Linked DNA regions of Mus musculus: region 1 is linked to region 2. The links are chromatin contacts, called in public Hi-C maps. All regions are on one chromosome and are shown on one strand. Each heading gives the region's core, a stretch centred on a gene start, on an enhancer-like site or on the middle of the called end of the contact. The rest is flanking DNA. Distances are from core to core; before and after follow the strand shown. Region 1 has its middle 46 kb from the start of Gm34353. Region 2 has its middle 7.4 kb from the start of Mir181b-1.

Region 1 (5,460 bases), core at 2,727-5,226, 68 kb after region 2:
AATTATGGTATATATATATATATATATATATATATATATATATATTACACATATATGTGTATAACATACGTATATATATGTTGTGTGTATATGTGCTTGTATATATATGTATATGTATATATGCATATACATATGAACACACACACACACACACACACACACACATATATATATATATATACATACATATATGTATAGACACACATACACACATATATATGAATGAAATGAATAGTCGAGGGGCTGATTTTTATTTTATGTGGTACTACTTAGAAAATACTTAACAGTCAAAAATAGACATCAAAGCTGCCTCTTTGTTTATGTGAAATTATAGTGTACACTTTCAAAAGACAAGGTTTCCCCTTCTCTCTAAAGGCAGACCTAAATATTGAGGAATAAAAAGAAATGACCTCACATGGAAGCTAACTATTCAGGCTAGCGAATGCAACTCTATTTTTGGTACTATCTCATGTATTTATATAAAATAGAGGAGCATTTAGGCCAATTAGTGGCTTGAAAATGATATGGTTTTCCCAGCAGCATTTAATCCTGACGAACTTGAGATGTTCAGAGAGGACCGTACTGGCAGCAGATCATGAGGTTGGTTTGATTGAAGGCAACAAAGCTTTAGCATAAATTAGTTTTTACTTGTTAAAAGAAAAAACAAACTCTGTTTGTGTTTGCAATACAGTTTGTTGGTTCTTTTAATTTGGGGGAAATTCTGGGGAATTCCAGTGCTCAAAGAAGTGAGAACCCAAGCACAGCTTGAGCCTGGCCCAAGCTCACTGGTCCTGTGTAAACACCCACATACGTCCTCTTCAATGTGCCTGGTCTCAGACAGCAGGGTGGACCTGTTATGCCTGGACCTCAGCTAAACCAAGGGTGCCAGGCTGGGGCTGGCTGCCCTGCAACCCACAGAAGATTATTCAGATGCGGGAAAAGGATCCCGGCTTCCCGTCCTGACTTGTATCCAGTGGCTCTGAGAAGCAGGACATGGAGAGAGCTACTGCTGCTGCATCTGTGGGATTCGGAGACTGTCTCTCCTTCCTGTTAGTCCTGCAGCTGTGAAAAGTGAAGACCAGATGTAAACTTTAGCTTTGTCAAAGCAGATTAGTGTAATACCTGACAGGCACAACCCTCAAATGCAAGGCTCTTTGGTAGGAGTTCTAATCTGCAGCCTGCTTTGGTGGCTACACTCAAGGGGAGGCCCCACGGCAGAGGAGAAAGATCTGTTGTTGTTCTTTAGTTTCAATCTTTAAAAAAGGCAAACAACATGAAAATAAAATTAAATTGCAGGACAGCTCACGGTCAAATCTGCAGAGTTTATGATTTCTGGATCACTTTGTGATTTGCACAGCAGCACAAACCTCAGTTACAAGAAGCCCCGAGGGCCTGCCCCCATGGAAACTCTGTGTCTGTTGTGCTTGTTGTAATGTAGAGCGCCTTCCAGGTGCTGGTAAAACACCCGGACCTGTGAAATAGAAGGGTTTCCTTAAAACATGTCAGGAATGTTAGTTTAGAACTTATTTATGACATTCACAAAGACTCTTACTTGTAAAAAGTATTTATTTTTATTTATACACACATGTACTGTGTGTGTGTGTGTGTGTGTGTGTGTATGTACATGTCTATCTGTGGTATGTGTCCACTTGCCCTCTGAAGTCAGAAAAGGGCATCAGAATTATAGCTAGTTGTAAGAAGCCTGAATTGCGTGCTGGATACTGAACTTATAACCCCAGCAGCAGGACTGCATTTAACCATTGCACCATCTTTCTGACCCAAACTCACACATTTTTAATGTGGCTAACCTTCATGAAAGCATCTTGAAGCACTGTGGTTAAAAAGTGCTTAGCCCTCATTTCTATATTTGTCTTCTATAATAATGGAAATTTTGATACGTATAAGAACACCACTGGCTCAGCCTTTCTTGTAGCTAAATGTGGCCGTGTTGTAAGTTCTGACCAACGGCATAAGAACAGAGGTAAGAAGCAGGTGTGTTCAAGTGTGCATCGTCTATATCATACCACAGAAAAAGGAGAGAGCACTACTTCTCTCCACTTCTCTCTCACTTGCTGAAACATTGCTGAGGTAAAGAAAGTCTGTGGCTGATTCAATCATATCAATGAGTAATAAATGCAAAACACACTGACTGTCATTATCAATGTAAATGTTTGTGTGGTCCCAGGCACATTACGTAAGTTCTCCAAATTTCCTTCCCTGCTTTAAAGGCAAAATCCCACAAGGAATATAATAAATATCGGGGGTGGCGATTGTCTATAAAATAAGACAGGGAAGCAGTGCCTGTGTTTTTAAACTGCTGAATGCAAAAGACCAGAAGACAGAAGCAGAAACATGGCTGAGGGAGTGGCCAGTAGACAGGGGAGCCAGTATTGGCAGGCTCATCTCCTTCATGAGGCCACCTTGGGGGATTCCTTGTGAGTAGAGACAGGAGTCTGTGGTCAGTGCTAGAGCTCTTTGTTAGGACTTAACAGTAACAGGAAGAGTGACTCAGTATCCTGCCTTGAAGGATGGAGAAGCTGAGTCTGCTTTGAAACTTCCTCTCTGAAGTGGGGATTTGTCTGGGAACCAGACAATGAGAACTAAGCCTCTGCCTATACCGAGATCAAAGGGCCCAGGCAAGGCCAGGTGGATGGGAAAAGAGACAAAGAGAGCAAGTAGGCTGGCTTCTGACAGCATGAATTCTTACTAGACTGTGGTTAAGCTGAGTTAGTAGGTAAAGCACCTAAGCCTGAAGCTGTAGCCTAGTTCTACACAGCTCTTATTGGTACCTAAGTCTAAATCTTATGACCAGGGGAGGAGATTTTTTTGTAAAGATAACGAACCATAAGACTCACTTATAAGAACTTTATTGTGATAAATCATTCTTTTTTATTTTTATTGTTAATACAGTTGTGTGTGTGTGTGTGTGTGTGTGTGTGTGTGTGTGTACATACATGTTGTGTGAGCACATTTGTATATGTGTGCACGTGCTGGTAGAGGTGAGAAGAACACTCACTTCAGGCATTATTTTTCAGGCATCTTCCAACTTTGGTTTGTAAGAGCTTGCAATTCCCAAGACCTTTACCTAACAGGTTAGTTAACTAGACAGGGAGCTACAGGAATCTGCTATTTGCTGCCCCCCACCCCCATCTCACCATGGCAAGGACGTCTACCATCCTTGCCTTGTGATGGGGATCTCAAAGATCCACGCAGTGGTCCTAATGCTTGGATGACAATTGCTTCTCCTAATCTTGTAATAGATTTTGTACATTATCTCAGACAGGCTTTATTTCAGCCCTTGGAAATAACTCTCATAAGTTCTAAGTTTCATAAGAAAACTGGAACTAGCCGGGCATTAGAAAATTGGTCCTTAAATTCAACCACAGTATTTATCATTAAACTAGAAAGTGTGAACTGGCAAGTAATTAATAACATCGTCTCAATTTTAGAGAAATGTTTTGCAGAAAAACCAAGCTCTGAGCAACTAAGGAATTGTTCTCAAGTCATGCAACTGTGTCAACAGGACATGTCTCAAAAGTTAATTCTGTAAGGTTGATTCACGCCCCCTCCACAGTCTGCCTTGCAAAGTCAGGGCATCCAGTTCTTTAGGAGCTGCAGTTTCAGACAAGCTGGGGCATCTGCCCACCCACCTTTCAAAGGGCCTGCCTGCACTGTAAGCGCAGGGCCTTCTCCTCCTGCAGAGGATGATTCTTCAACAGGGCAGCCATCGGCAGTCCTGTCCACCCCCCTACTTCCCACCACTCCCTTCCATAGACCCAAGGGCCAATGCTCAGGTCTCTGGATTTCTCCCTGATTTCTGCTTGCTAAGTTTCTCAGCCAAGGGAAAACCATTAAGTGTCAAATTGCATGAACAGAGCGTCCAAGTAGCTGCCTGTTCCAGGACCAGTGCCTGCCAAAGGACCTTAAATAAACTCGGCTGCAGGGGAGATGCTGAGATGATTCCTATGTGGTGTGTTTAGTTTGTTAAATGAACACACAGAGCGCAGTTTCATCTGATTAGTTAGCGTGAGTCACAAGAGCAGACAACACAGCAGGCTTTCCCCCCTCTCTTCTCTTCTTCTCTTCTCTTCTCTTCTCTTCTCTTCTCTTCTCTTCTCTTCTCTTCTCTTCTCTTCTCTTCTCTTCTCTTCTCCTCTCCTCTCCTCTCTTCTCTTCTCTCCCTCCCCCTCCCCCTCTCTTCTCTTCTCTTCTCTCCCCTCCCCTCCCCTCCTCTCCTTTCCTCTCCTCTTTCTTTCTTTTCTTCTTTTTTTTCTTTCTTTCTTTCTGTGTGTGTGTGTGTGTGTGTGTGTGTGTGTGTGTGTGTGTGTGTGTGTGTTTGGTGAGGTGGGGGGCGGGGGGAGTCTGTTGGGTAACAAGCCAGTCAATACAGTACTTAGGATGAAAGAAAAATCCATGCAAAGAATGTAGTAACTCTTTATTTATTTATATTTCTAGTCAAAGTAGAGAGCTAAAGTCAGACAGTTTCTCTGAATCAATGGCTGTGTATCTCCGTAGTATAGATAGAAAAATCTTATACTTATAAGAGGAAAGAAAGAATCAATAAACCTTAAATTACAGTTACACGCGTAAACTGCCTCACCACCATTCTTTTAAAAGCCATTATTTCCATGCAATATTTTTCTGAAGGAAGCTGGATCCCTTGTGCACACCTGAAAAAAAAAAAAAAAAAAAAAAAAAACGAGGACATAGAGTCAACTTAAATATTCTTCCTCTTAATAAATTTTATGCCACCTGACTGATTTTCCCATTAGAAGGTGCATTAATATAAATGACTCTTAATGAGTGCCCGGAGCTGGAGGCAGAAGCTCTCGTGTCCTCCAGAGTCCAGGCGATGAGGAAGAGATTAGCAAGGGGCAGGCAAGTCCTGCTTGCTGACACTTCAGTCAGGAGCATGTTGGCTGGAGTGGAGAAGAAGGCAAGTGGAATTATTATGGTGCCGATGCTGGGTTTATTTTTTGCAGATAAAAAGCAATAGAGCGGTCAAGATCCAAAGCGCTGCTTAGTCACCCCAGTGCCATCAGCATAGCATTTGGAAGATGTGAGTTTCAGGCAGATGTTGAGGCTGGGGATCACAGACATGAAAGATCAGCTGTTCGCTGATGAAAGCCATGTCAAAGGATGCCAGCCTGGAAGACAAGACAGGATCTACATGAGGGCAAGAACTGGGCACCCTGCTTTGTTTTGTACACGTTTTGGTTTGCTTTGGTATTTATGTGTGTGTGTGTGTTATTGATTTCCTTCTTTTTTTTTATTTATGTGTTTCTCGTTTTCATTTTGGGGTCTTCAAGAGAGGGAAGGTGAAAGGGAGGGAGGGAAATGCATGGGTTGGGTGGGTAGGGAGGTAGGAAGAAGTTGGAGGAGGAAAAGGAATATGATCAATATATATTGGATACAAATTTTATGTGATATGAGAAGCTGTTTGGTTTTTGTTGTTGTTTT
Region 2 (6,026 bases), core at 516-3,015:
AAAAGCAAAAAATATTTGGTCTTGCTTACTCATAAATTAACTTAATCTGCACAAGTTAGAGGGCTTTACTTCCTGGTTTCCTTCCTTCCTTCCTTCCTTCCTTCCTTCCTTCCTTCCTTCCTTCCTTCCTTCCTTTCTTTCTTTCTTTCTTTCTTTCTTTCTTTCTTTCTTTCTTTCTTTCTTTCTTTCTTTCTTCTGCTCTAAACTTGATACAAAAGACATGTCAAGCTTATAGTAGATGTGTAATATATGTAATACATTTTGGATGAATAAGTAAGTCAAAAACATGTCTACTTAGCGAAAGCAGTGGAGGTTAACCTTGTGATGGGAAGAGTAGAATGGAGAGCAAGCTGCCAGAGTCTCCTGGGACTCCTCAGAGTCATGAGCTTCTGTATACTGAATTAGATCTTAGATGGCTCCTTGAACATCAGTGAGACACCAAAAAGGAACTAAGGTGAAGGTGGTGGCTGCTTCCCCTATCTTAGTGGAAAGCATAACAAGTGACAATGCTCCCCTCTACCCTGCTGCTTCTGAGTAACCTCAGCAGGCAGAGTTCTCATTGGAGCAAAATGACAGTGTGACAAGATATGATTGGCCAAGAATTTATGCCTAGGGATCGGCTAAGCACTGTATACAAATGTATGTGCTCTGCAATAAATTCAGATCTGCACCCTGATGTTGGTCTCCCATGTCTGATTCCTGGAATTGGTGATATGTCTCTTTTGCCGCTCTCCCCCCATCCTCCATTCTGTTCCCACAGCAGTGTCTATAAATGAATAACTAACTCATATAACTCAATACTTTCAGCCACAGGCTGTGAGTCAAAACTAAGTTGTGGATGTCTTGGGAAGATCTATATCTGTATCTGTATCTATGTCTATATCATCTATATCTATATCATCTATATCTATATCATTTATATCTACATCATCTATATCTATATCTATATCTATATCTATATCTATATCTATATCTATCTATATCTATGGCACACATAATGTTTCTAAATTATTGGACCCTAGTGTTTATGTTTGTATTTATTATATGTGAATTTAACTACTCTGCTTATTTTTTTTAAAGTTTCTTTGTTGTGAGTGTGTTCATATATGTGTGCATGTGTCTCTGCCTGCCACGGCTCACATATGAAGGTCAGAGGAAGACGCGCTGGAGTCTTTTCCTTCCTTTAACCATATGAGTACCAGGGGATCAAACTCAGATCATCGGGTTTGGTGGCAAATGCCCTCACCTGCTGATCATATTGTTGGATCTAACTGCACTACTTAGTCAAATCTAAGAACCTATTGTTGCCTCCAAAATCCATCATTAGAAGAAGAAAAAAAAAAGAGGAAAAACGGAAGGAATCACGATTTTTAAAAATCACCAGTTATGACACTGTCAGCTGCTGAGATGCTAGCAATGTAGGTAGGATTGTCTCAGGATCAGAAAGCAAATGGTGTACCTACAGAATATCCCTATTTGGTTTTACTGCTTACATTAAAATACAATTAGGTTAGGCCTGGAAAACTTGATGTATGTAAAACAGATGGAAAATCTGGGGCACTTATTGTAATTCTGAGTCGTTTAAAGTTTACAGATGTTTAAAGAATTTTCTAAGATTACTTTGGATTCTCGTGGTTATTTTTATCCAAGGTACTGACTTTAAATGTGAATTCTTACCCCTTATCCTTAAGGTAAGGATAACGTGTAGACATAAGCTGATTTTTTTTTCTTAATCTTGAAGATGTAATGAGAAGAGGCACTGGTGAAGTAGCAGTGAAATCTGCATTTTCACAAATCTGTTTGCTTTCTGCAATGCTGTCAGAACGTGGTACAGTTTTGTTAGATCTTAGTCATATTTTCCAATCACTTCGCCATCAACCTTAGACAAATTTATTCCCTTTTCCAGCTCCTTTAAGAAAGCAGATTGTGAATACCTTCAGACTTCCTTAACTAGACATTTGCTATGCAAAAATATCCTGAAATATCAACACCAAGTAACAGGAATAAAATAGCCCCGTGTGTTCACTGCCTGAATTTCTCTAAGTCCCGGACAGACAGCTTGGAACCATGAACATAAAGTCTTAGCTAGCAGTGCCAGATCACACAAAGCCATTTTTAAGATGCCTGGTCTATGTTATCAATCCTCTTACCTTAGGCAACCCCCTCCAGCTGCTTAAGTGCTAACACATGCTTTATAATTGCAGGGAATGAGATGGTTTGCACATTAAAATTAGATGTAGAATGAAAGTGCTTGAACATGGTAAAACAGAAGGGAGTAGTGGGTGGGTTCAGAAGAGGGTCTGAGCATGCCAATACTCACACAGACTTAATTCCAAGATTTGCTTCTCCATTTGAATTCTTAAGTGCAGCCTCTGATTTCATTGCAGAAGGACAAAAAAAATGCATAGAATCTTTCAAAGAATATGAATCCCTGTGAAAATACATCCCCAATTTATAGCGTTTACAGCCATGAGAGATCACAGAGGCAAACATCAGAGATAGTCTTTGAAAGCCAAGCCAAGTAATTTAATGGCCACTAATGACATTTGTAGCTTTCCAGGCTTCTATAGCAAGAGTAATCAGATCCCAGGCTCTGGGGTGTAACATGATCACCTTTTCAGAGAAGAATTTCTGTGGCAGCTCTGGTGCTGCACAGCTGCTCAGGCATGTTGTTGTAATGTCAGAAGGCAAGGGTGGTGAAATCGCCTTTCTCCGGACTATTAGATGGCTTTCACAACTGGTAAACACAGCCTACTACAGGGGGAAGATGTATCCTCCTTTATTATGTAGAAAAAAAAATCAACCATTGCCTAAAATCAAAGTCTTAAAACACTGAAAATTAAAGAAGTATGTATACATGCACTTTCTTGGTTTTGAATTTGAGGTCATGAAATCAACAGTTATCTACTCGATTGTTTCAAAAGCATGCCCCAGGAAGCCCTGCATTTACTTGTACAGCTAAGTGCTGGGGTACATCAGAGTGAGAGCAGACATACTCATTATCTCTTAGAACCTGAACTCTACTTACAGATGAAGATCTCAACCACACTTCTGTAATTAGAGGACTTCAAAAGAAAGGGCTAGAGAATGAAAAGGAGACCAGTGGAAACTTCGAGAAAGAAGAAAAAGTCAAAGTGTAGCTGAGTTTGATCAATGTGCACAGCAAAGGAACACATACCCCTGCCAAAAACTCATGGGAAAAAATGAAACATGTTTAATATAGACAGGAATATTATTAGTAATGTAAAAAAGACTAAAACCTCCTTTACAGTGACAGAAAGAATAAGTCCAAGATCTTTTCATGCTGAAAAATAAAAATGATACAATTGTTAGTTGGTGAAGAGCATTAATTTAGATGGAGTTAAGGTGTGATATGCCAAAAAGATTCTAGGGCCAAAATCCTTTAACAGCTCCACTGTTTAGAGTTAGTCTTAAGATGGCCCAAGCTGGTCTACTGTAATATTTTCTTTCTGCAGATGAAGAAGAGAAGCTAAAATGTTAACTGTTTGGGGTCAGGAGACTAATACAGAAAGCATCCAAGCTTGAGAAAATAACAGGTACAGGCACCTAGTACTGGGAAAAATAATAATTCAAGAAAATGAAAGAAGTTAGTGTGGTGGCTGGAACAGAGTTCCCTGTGGAGGTGGGCTACCCCATGTCCCATTCAAGAGTAGACAAACCTCTATAGTCTAATCTTTTTGACATAAGAAGGTACTCTGTAGGCTATGAAAAGAAAAATAAAATGGAAACCTACCCAGCCACTAAAACTTTCACCTACAATCTATCTTGCCTGCAAGATGTGCTGGGGCAATTGTGGTGTAGAACTTGTCGGAGTAGCCAGCCCATAAAGGTAGACCATGCTCTATGCTGTCCGGATGGACAGGGATAGGAGACTAGATAGGCCAGAGACCTAGTGTATAGCCAAATATGGCTGCCAAAAAAAAAGAAAGAAAGAAAGAAAGAAAGAAAGAAAGAAAGAAAGAAAGGAAGGAAGGAAGGAAGGAAGGAAGGAAGGAAGGAAGGAAGGAAGGAAGGAAGGAAGGAAGGAAGGAAGGAAGGAAGAATTCAATCAATCAATGAAATGATTCCTAATGATATTCTGCTATACTCATAGATGGGTAGATTGACGTACTGTTTGTTTATTATTCACCAGAGAAGCCTCCTGTGGCAGCTGATGGGAATAGATGCAGAGACCCATGGCCAGATACAAGAGAGAGAGAGAGAGAGAGAGAGAGAGAGAGAGAGAGAGAGAGAGAGAGAGAGAGAGAGAGAGAGAGAGAAAGAGAGAGGGAGAGGGAGAGGGAGAGAGTCTAAATTGGAGTTCTCTATTGTGTCCTTCACCTCAGAGATCAGGGAACCCCCCCCAGGAGAGGGTGATGGAGGAATGTAGAAATCAGAGGGGGTGGAGAACTTAAGAAGAATATGGCCTATTAAATCAACCTAAGCAGTCCTCACATGGCTTCACAGAAATTGAACAGTGAGTGCAGGCATATCTTTGCCTCCTTTGCCTGCCCTTGGGATTCTTTTCCTCTTATTGAGATGCCTTGTCTAGTTTCAGTATGAGGGCTTTTGCTTTGTCATATTGTACCTTGTTTTGTACTGTTTGGCTGTGGTCTCTTAGAGGCCTGCTATTTTCTGTAAAGGAGATGGAGGGGCCATGGATATGGAGAAAAGGGGAGATGCAGGGAAGTGACAGGAAGAGAGGGAAGGAAAACTGTGGTCAGGGTGTATTATATAAAAGAAGAATCTAATCAAAAATAGAAAAGAGATAAGTAAATTGTAGGGAAAAAGCTAGAGAAACCATGTTAAAACTTTGTCTATTGTCCTGAAGGGTAGAAACTCCCAGACAATTTTAAGCCACAGAGCAAGAACAGGGATTGGCAACAGCGGTTTGCTATCTGAGGTGTTGACTTTAGGAGGCAATTATCCTTGCCTGGAAGAGAGATGGTGTAATTAAAACCACAGAGTTCCAGTGCACCTGGATGATATCTATAATGGAGGAAAGAACTTCAGGCACCAAAAGCTTAAAAGTCTCAATAACGTGTACACATTATTATATTTAACAACTGTGTCAGTAAGTTTTTGGCAACTTGACACAAACCTCCGCATACCTGGAAAAAGAGAATCTCGGTTGGGGAATTGTTTCCATCAGAATGGCCTCTGAGCATGTCTGCAGGACATTTTGCTGACTGCTTATTGATGTCAGAGGACCCAGCTCACTCAGAGTGTTATCATCCTTGGGCAAGAAGGTCTGGGCTGCATGTAAAAGATAGCAGAGCAAGTAAGGAGAAGCAAGACCGTGAGCAGCATTCCTCTGTGGTCTCAGAAGTTCCTGTCTCAGCCTCCCCAGACTATAGACCGTTGTAAACTGTAAGTAAAATCAATCTTTTTCTTGTTTTGTCAATGTTTTATTAAAACCATCAAAACCAAATTAGAATGACCTCTGACCCCATACATCACCCATCTTAAGAGTAGGGAACTGCCTTTCATAACGTGAATTTATTATTTCCTAATATGTTTAAGTTTATGTGTCATTTCTGTTCTTTGTACATGAGCTGGACCTAGTGGCATAATCTAATAAATGCAGCATAGGAGATGGAGGGTCACTTCTAAAAGATGATGTGGTCAATGAGACTTCCATGTTGCTTCCTCTCTTTTATTTCCTCATGGACTATTCTCTTTGGGTCAACAAGCATCTGTATTATGCAGCAGTTTTGTGAAAGGTCTTCTAGGCAAGTGTTGGATCCTGTCAGTCACCACATGGGTATTTTTCTAAAGGGATTCTTTTCCACTTACATGTTGTGATGACAGAAGCATATCACACTAACTCAGCAATTGATTATGACCAGTTCTATGACAAACCCTGCACCAATAAGGACTCATTCCAAAGACTTCAGATTTCTGATTGAATTAGCTTTCTATAATTGGTCCAAAAAAAAAATCTGTGATGGAACAAGTTTATTTGGGCTTCCAGTTTCAATCCATGATTACTGGACCCCGTTGCTTTCAGGACTGAGGCAGAAAGC

The links. A called contact is a pair of places that touch in the nucleus more often than the background predicts.
Region 1: a Hi-C map of the N1E-115 cell line shows a contact between it and region 2, with 5 times the contacts expected there. The contact joins two enhancer-like sites. A contact is called at or near these places in 2 of 39 promoter capture datasets (HPC-7-derived erythroid cells and second pharyngeal arch cranial neural crest), 8 of 484 Hi-C or Micro-C datasets (the N1E-115 cell line, cortical neurons, double positive thymocytes and 4 more) and 2 of 115 datasets of contacts at active chromatin or transcription factors (the SCID.adh cell line and T-cell acute lymphoblastic leukemia).

Annotation. Positions count from the first base shown.
Region 1 is chr1:138,036,840-138,042,299 of GRCm38.p6, forward strand. No RefSeq gene overlaps it. Among named protein-coding and RNA genes, the nearest start is that of Gm34353, 46 kb to the left of the region's middle. Within about 2 kb of position 3,977, at least 85 of the 459 cell types and tissues checked have an H3K27ac peak or open chromatin away from gene starts, as enhancers often do. A contact at or near this core is called in the N1E-115 cell line, the SCID.adh cell line and T-cell acute lymphoblastic leukemia, where this site is marked.
Region 2 is chr1:137,970,991-137,977,016 of GRCm38.p6, forward strand. No RefSeq gene overlaps it. Among named protein-coding and RNA genes, the nearest start is that of Mir181b-1, 7.4 kb to the left of the region's middle. Within about 2 kb of position 1,766, at least 40 of the 459 cell types and tissues checked have an H3K27ac peak or open chromatin away from gene starts, as enhancers often do. A contact at or near this core is called in the N1E-115 cell line, the SCID.adh cell line and T-cell acute lymphoblastic leukemia, where this site is marked.